2 separate regions of the Sus scrofa genome follow, and region 1 is linked to region 2. A link is a contact called in public Hi-C data. All regions are on one chromosome and are shown on one strand. The core of a region is the stretch at or near the end of the contact, and the rest is flanking DNA. Distances in the headings are between cores, read along the strand shown.

Region 1 (3,297 bases), core at 456-2,955, 87 kb after region 2:
ACACTTTATATGTGTCATACAGTTGACCCTTGTACAACTGTACAGACCCACTTTTTACCCTTGAACTGCACAGACCCACTTTTACCCTGGTGGTTTTCTAAATACTACACTACTACACAATCTGTAGTTGGCTGAATCTTTAAATGTGGAACCATGAATCCAGAGGGCTGACTAAAAGCTATGCTAAATTTTTGACTGCAGAGGGTGTCTGCCCCCCCCAACCCCTGTGTTCTTCAGGAGTCAACCATACATATTATATTGTGAGCATCTGCTCACATCATTAAATATGTGATTTATGTTGCATTTGACACACTGTCTTATATCACATACTTATATACCTGGCCCCCTAGACTGAGCTCCTTTCCGTCTCTGTAGCCACAACGTCTAGGACAACCATTGGCCCATACAGGCACTCAATAAATATGCAAATCAATTGGTCCAGAAAAGACTTCAAAGAAGAGCCACGAAGGAGTAATCAGAAGGATTAAAGTGTCCCCTTAATAATAATGATAATAATAATTGGGAACATACTGTTTGTACTCAATGAGCCAGGCACTCTGCTGAGAGTACTTTAAAGGAATTATCTTATTCATCCTCACAACTATTGCAGAAGGTAATTGTTAGGAAACTAGCAAACCCATTTTACAGATAAAGAAACTGAGACACAGAATGGTTAAGTCATTTTCCTAAGACTGTACAGCCTTCAGTAGCAAACTGACATTCACGCAGAAGTGAGCAAACTCCGTGGGGTTAAGGAAGGGATGGGTGGCTGGGTCAGTGAGTGAGCGAGTGAGTGAATGAATGAATAAATGAAGAGTAAGTGAATGAATGAAAATGAGCGAATGAGTGAATGAAGGAAGAGTAAATGGGTGAGTAAGCCAGTAAGAGAGCGAATGAATGACACCTAGCTGATGTGAGTCTTGGGCGGTCCTGTTCTGAGCCCGTGGAAGAGTTGAGCTAGAAGGGTGGGCTGTCTTCGTGTGAAACCCAGTAAATCAGAAACCTGACAGTCACAGAAATGAGGCCTGATGGGGGAGGAGAAGAGTGACCTCTGACCAGAACCCCAAGCATACCCGGATGGCAGAGCTCACTTCACGGGCTAGTGACCTGTACCGTCGCACAGGGACTGGCACAGAAAGGTCTCCAACTCTTGGTTTAATGCTCTGCCGTCGCCACCTTAAAACGCTTAATCTTTGAACAAGAGGTGCTACATTTCATTCTGCACTGGGCCCCAAAGTTATGTAGCTGGCCCTGCTGCATGCTACTGCCCTCCTTTTAGACAGAAGACAGGTATGCAAATAGCCCCACACCTCCAAGTAGGCCCCCCACGTACGCACCAGTCAAACTTGCCCACTTGGTCTTCGTAGACCGCGGCCGCAGGGATAAGCAGGGCGGCCCACAGCCAGAATCGGGAAGCAGCCGCCGCCACCGCCGCCGCCATGATAGGAGCCCGGGCCCCGCCCACCGCCGGCCCGGCATGCACCGGTCCGCAGGCCCCCGAGGAACCATAGAGTTGGGGCCGCAAGCACAGCCTTTGGTGGGACGCTCGGGACTCGGGGATCCCCAACCTGCGTGAGAAGTCGCCTTGGAAACACAGGAAAGCGTGCAGGCGGCAGGGAGAGGCGGGCCGCCGCGCAGATTGGTTCAGGCACGCGCGAGGGCAGCCCCCGAAGGCCATCCCAGAGGCCCCCGCGCCACCGGGGTCCTAGCAGGCAGCACCGCCTTCCGCCGCACGTGGCTGCGACGCGATGCCCAAATCCAAGCGCGACAAGAAAGGTGGGCAAAAGGGGCGTTGGGAACGGTGGGGAATTCGTAGGCTGGCTGTCAGCTACAATGGGGGCTTTGGTGGGGGGGACGGAGAGGGACGCCGGGAGGCCCGCAAGGAACTCCGCTGGCTCGCTGCGAGCTGGGATGGATGGGGGCTTCCGGGCGGCGGGAGCATGGGAAGCTTCGGAGGAGGCTGGAGCCTGGTCTAGGCAGGGAGCTGAGACTGCTTTGCCTGGCCTTGAGAGCTTTTCCAAGGCCGACTGGCCGGGAAACAGCCTCTGAACACCCGGGCACCACCCGATCTCGCTTCTACTGCAGCCCATCTCTCTTAAGCCCTCCGCGCTCCCCCCCAACCCTGGTCGCTTGTATGTGCTTGAAGTTGCTTCTGCCTGGCAGGCTTGTGTGCCGTTCTTTGTGCGGCTGCCTTTCTCAGATGGCAGTCTGTAGGACACCTTCCTTTGTCGTGGTGCGTCTTTTTCACCTTGGCTGTCTAGCATATTCGTTCAACAAATTAGAGCCTTGTACTCTCTAGGCGTTGGAAGATACAGCAGTTACAAGGAAGGCCTAGAGCCTTCAGCCAGCTTAACGTTTTAGTTAAGGGAAGCATAACCTCCCAAAAGACCAAAAACCGGATCAATAAATTTAAGTTGTAATGAGTTTTGTAGAGTAAAAGTAAGATAAAGAGAGGTTGATACTCTTTTGTACAATGTGACCAGAGAAGGTCTCTGTTGAGGGAACAGATGAGCAGAAACCCAAAGAAAAGAAATAAGCAACCCGTGGAGTTTACCTGCGAGGATGGTGTTCCAAGGAGAAGGAACACGAAGTGCAAAGGCCCTGAGGTGGGAGCGTGTTTAACGTGTTCTAAGGTCTAGAGGCCAGTGTGGCTGGAGCAGAGTGAGCTAAAAGGAGGAAGAGAGAATTGGGCGAGTGTACAGGGCTTGAAAGGCCTTTACAAGGAATCAGCTTTCACACCTGTGTCAAATGGGAGACAAGAGCCTGAGCGGAGGAATGATGGGGTGTAACTACACTTCTTAAAAAGATGACTCTTGGCCTTCCCACTGTGGCTCAGCGGGTCACAAACCCAACTAGTATCCACAAGGATGCGGGTTCAATCCCTGCCCTCACTCAGTGGGCTAACTATCCGGCGTTGTTGTGAGCTGTGGTGTAGGTCGAAGACAGGGCTTGGATCTGGTGTTGTGGCTGTGGCGAAGGCCGGCAGCTGCAGCTCCACTTTGACCCCTAGCCTGAGAACCTCCATGTGTTCCAAAAAAATCAAATAAAAAGTAGAAAGATCACCCTAGTTATTGCTTTGTTGAGGATAGACCAGGGAAGGCAGGGGCGATGGGCGAAGGTGGAAGCAGTGGGACCAGCAGTAATCCTAGAGAGTGCGATGCTGGCTTGGTCCACAGTTGTAGCAGTAGAAATGTTGGGAAATGGACAGCTGTGTTTTGTTTACGCTCCTACACTGCATTTGCCCCTGACCTGTGTGTTTCCCTTTTTGGATGTGTGCTTTGTGAAGAGGGATTGGGA
Region 2 (3,270 bases), core at 39-2,538:
CAGGCCAGGAAAACCAGTCTGGTATTAGTCATGGAAGCTGTGAGAAAGCAGCAAGGACTGGGAAAGTTCGAAAACTCACAGGGGCTAGAAAAAAGGGCCAAGGGCTTGTTAGCATGAGCTCTGCAGGTGCCACTCGGCCGTGATCGTGGTGCTTACTTCACTTACCGAATCCTCAGCCTGGGAGTCTTCCTCTTCCACCGCCAGCTCTTCCACCCAATCTGAGTCCACCTCAATGGCCCGCTCTTCCCCATCCACCGAGAGGTGACTTGGGCCTTGACCATTACTCTGGCTCAGGGCATTGGTGACATCGGCCAAGTAAGACATAATATGGCAGGTGCACTCCAGGACTATCACATGCTAAAAGAGAAGACCACCACACCGTGGAAACTGCTGCCTCCATATTTTAATTATTATGTAAACTGTTTTTCAAGCTTTTTCCAATAAAGCTCAAGATCAAAGAAATGGTATAAAAAGCAAAGAAGAAAAACGTGTTAATTATCTATTCCCTCAGCTCTTAACACTATTATGACTACATGTAGTTGGTCAATAAATTCATTCGTTCTTAAGCAAAAAGGTAACACTTTTAAAATCTTGTAAAATGAAACACAATTAAACTCGGGAAAATAAAATTAAAGTGGAAACAAAAACTGTTCAAGAAAAAACTAGGTTGGTACAGAGAATATATTGGTGGTGCCAGAGGCAGGGGTGGGAGGATGGGCAAAAGGAGTGAAGGGAAGGTCAAAAGGTACAAACTTTCAGTTATAACATAAGTCATGGGGATCTACTGTCAAGCAGGGTGACTATAGTGCATATGTGCATGCTGCTAAGAGAGGAAGTCTTCAGCCATCACACGAAAAAAAATATTTCCACTATGTATGGTGATGGATATTAACTAGACTTATTATGACCACTTTGCAATATATACAAACACCAAATCATTATGTCGTACACCTGAAACTAACGTAACATCCTCTGAATTATACCTTAGTTAAAAAAAAAAAGACTATATTAAAAGTATAAGTAAGCTCTCATTGGCTTTCTTTTCTGCCATTAGCATTTTTTAACCATTAGTGAAAGGCATATTGGGTTTTTAATTAATGCAGCACAGGAAAAACAGCTTCAGAGATGAAGTGAAAAATTTTCCAGCAAACCACTGCAGATCTTTCCACTTGCTTAAAAAACCCAACAGTTTGGCATCAAAGCCTCCGATGTGCAAGTTCCTTCAGTCTGCACTCTGATAGTTCAGTGTGGAAAGGATAAGGATTAGCAAGAAAGGAGGGAGAGATGAAAGGCGTTGTGGTGGGTCAGAGGCCTGTTATCTGCTCTCAGCCACTGTCAGGTTCATGAGTGAAGGAAGAAAATGCCGGAATGCAAGATCTCTGCCAGTTTCAAACTTTTTTCTCAGCAACAGGTCTAGAGCTAAGGAGGTAGACTGTAACCCCATATAACACTCAGAGCACACACTTCCAATGCAGGGGGCATTTTCCAGAGCACACCCACATCTAAAAATACCAATAATTCACTGTTTCAAGAAGGATATTGCTGGATGTTTGTTTACCAGAATAATTCCTTTCTATCACTCCTTGCCACCCAGAAGAGGCTTAAGGGCATGTAGTTAGCAATTACACACCTCGAGGCCTGTGAGATTATAGGCCTTATCCTCTGCAGGCTAGCCAGGGACAGAAGCCAATGGGAAAGACACTCCCACCTGGCCACAAAGATAAGAATCATCACTCCCTGACTGCTGTCACTCTTCACTCTTCTTACCTTTCCATGCATCACATTAGCATTCAGTTTTTCAACCACATTCTTCTGTGACAGGTATTTCTTGCTGTCCAGAAAAAAAAGGGGGGGGGGAACGACACAAAATCATCTAAGGAACCAAAGAAAGTTTCTCTACAAATCTTGCATCAGTCTGTGGACAGTGTGAACTAAAGGCATTCTTAGAAAATTATGTAGGTGATCAGAGATCTGGGGGCTCTGCTCCTATCAGTGACAGGTGGTATGCTTTCCCCAGGACCTCAAGGAAATGCTACTAATAATGAAGATCAAGTCTAAAGTGAGTGGTTGTTGGCTACTCCCTCAATCCCCAATAAAAAGGCGGAGGTTTGAGTTTCTTTTATACTCACTCTGCGCTACAAAGAAAATAATCTGCAACTAATTATCCCCTTTTTCTCTAATGTTGTAACCTACAGGTTGGGTTCCTCCAATTTCATCCTCTTACCATCTACTCAGCCAGTCCACAGCAGCATTATGGAGCTGAAGATGGCCAGCACCTTGACCTGCACTGGCTAGGGTAGCCATCACAACCATGAGTTCAGGGAAACCAGTCCCATCACCGTTGGCCAGCATCTCTGTTGCCATGGGGATCAGGGTGCCCAACAGCACGGCACACACACCTTCCCCAACTTGGCTAGTAAAAAAGAAACAGCAAATTGATAAGTAAGTAATCAGCAGGAACCTGACTTCATACCTCTAAATTTGTAAGAATAATTGAGAGAAGTTTAAACATTAAATGCATGATTATACATACTAGGGCCAGGCGTGGACTTGGGCTACTACAGCACAAGACATTCACCCATGTTACAAATGACAGGCCAAGTCACACACAAGTTTTTCCATAGGAAGATCTAGGAGCTCTACTAGATTCCTTGAGTCTGTTGAGATGGAGCAGTGAGTGGAATCACAGAAAACGCTAGAAACTGATACCTGAAGGAAAGATGGCCACAAGCGCTCTGTCCTTATTTCTGGGGCTGTTACAACAAGTGAAGTAAATGCAATAGCTCTACCTGTTTTCCCGAACAATGTACGTTGTCAGTAACTGTAGCAGCTGCCTGTTCTCCTGGATCACGTCCAGCTGATCAGAATCTTTGGGGGGTGATGCAGTCATACGGGTGAGCCAGGCCTGGAGACGCACAGGCTCCACACATGCCAGCTGTGCCAGCGAGCCACAGAGATGCAGAAGGCTTGGGTTAGGGCTCTTCTCAGCTAGGGACAGACCGAGAGGCGGAGGTCAGGGAAGGAGAGCAAGGGGAAAAGGGAAAGCTTCCATCCAAGCAAGTCTTGGACGTCCTTCCAAACTTTCTCTGAGGGATTCTCTCCACTTGGTAGCATTTTCATGCTGGAGTTATACCCGGGCAGTAGACAGGCAGTCATTAGCCGGACATCAAAGTTCCCTTAAGAAGATTACTAAAAGCTGTCACTCACTCAGCTGGAAGAGTTTGGTGAAGAATTTCAAAACTCGGTTACAGAATTTAGCAGAGAGGTTCT

The links. A called contact is a pair of places that touch in the nucleus more often than the background predicts.
Region 1: a contact with region 2 is called in a Hi-C map of fetal liver, with 1.6 times the contacts expected there. The contact joins the promoter of MRTO4 here to the enhancer-like site in region 2. A contact is called at or near these places in 1 of 5 promoter capture datasets (liver), 4 of 47 Hi-C or Micro-C datasets (embryonic fibroblasts, fetal liver and skeletal muscle) and 1 of 2 datasets of contacts at active chromatin or transcription factors (alveolar macrophages).

What each region holds. Positions count from the first base shown.
Region 1 is chr6:77,746,094-77,749,390 of Sscrofa11.1, forward strand. MRTO4 (MRT4 homolog, ribosome maturation factor) reads left to right here and starts at 1,706. Exons shown (of 8, transcript NM_001243715.1): 1 at 1,706-1,776. The coding sequence starts at 1,749. It also overlaps EMC1.
Region 2 is chr6:77,659,028-77,662,297 of Sscrofa11.1, forward strand. It overlaps UBR4 (E3 ubiquitin-protein ligase UBR4), which reads right to left. Exons shown (of 108, transcript XM_021095464.1): 31 at 3,208-3,270; 32 at 2,790-2,988; 33 at 2,225-2,413; 34 at 1,768-1,831; 35 at 166-357. Among named protein-coding and RNA genes, the nearest start is that of UBR4, 47 kb to the right of the region's middle. Within about 2 kb of position 1,289, at least 2 of the 83 cell types and tissues checked have an H3K27ac peak or open chromatin away from gene starts, as enhancers often do. A contact at or near this core is called in fetal liver, where this site is marked.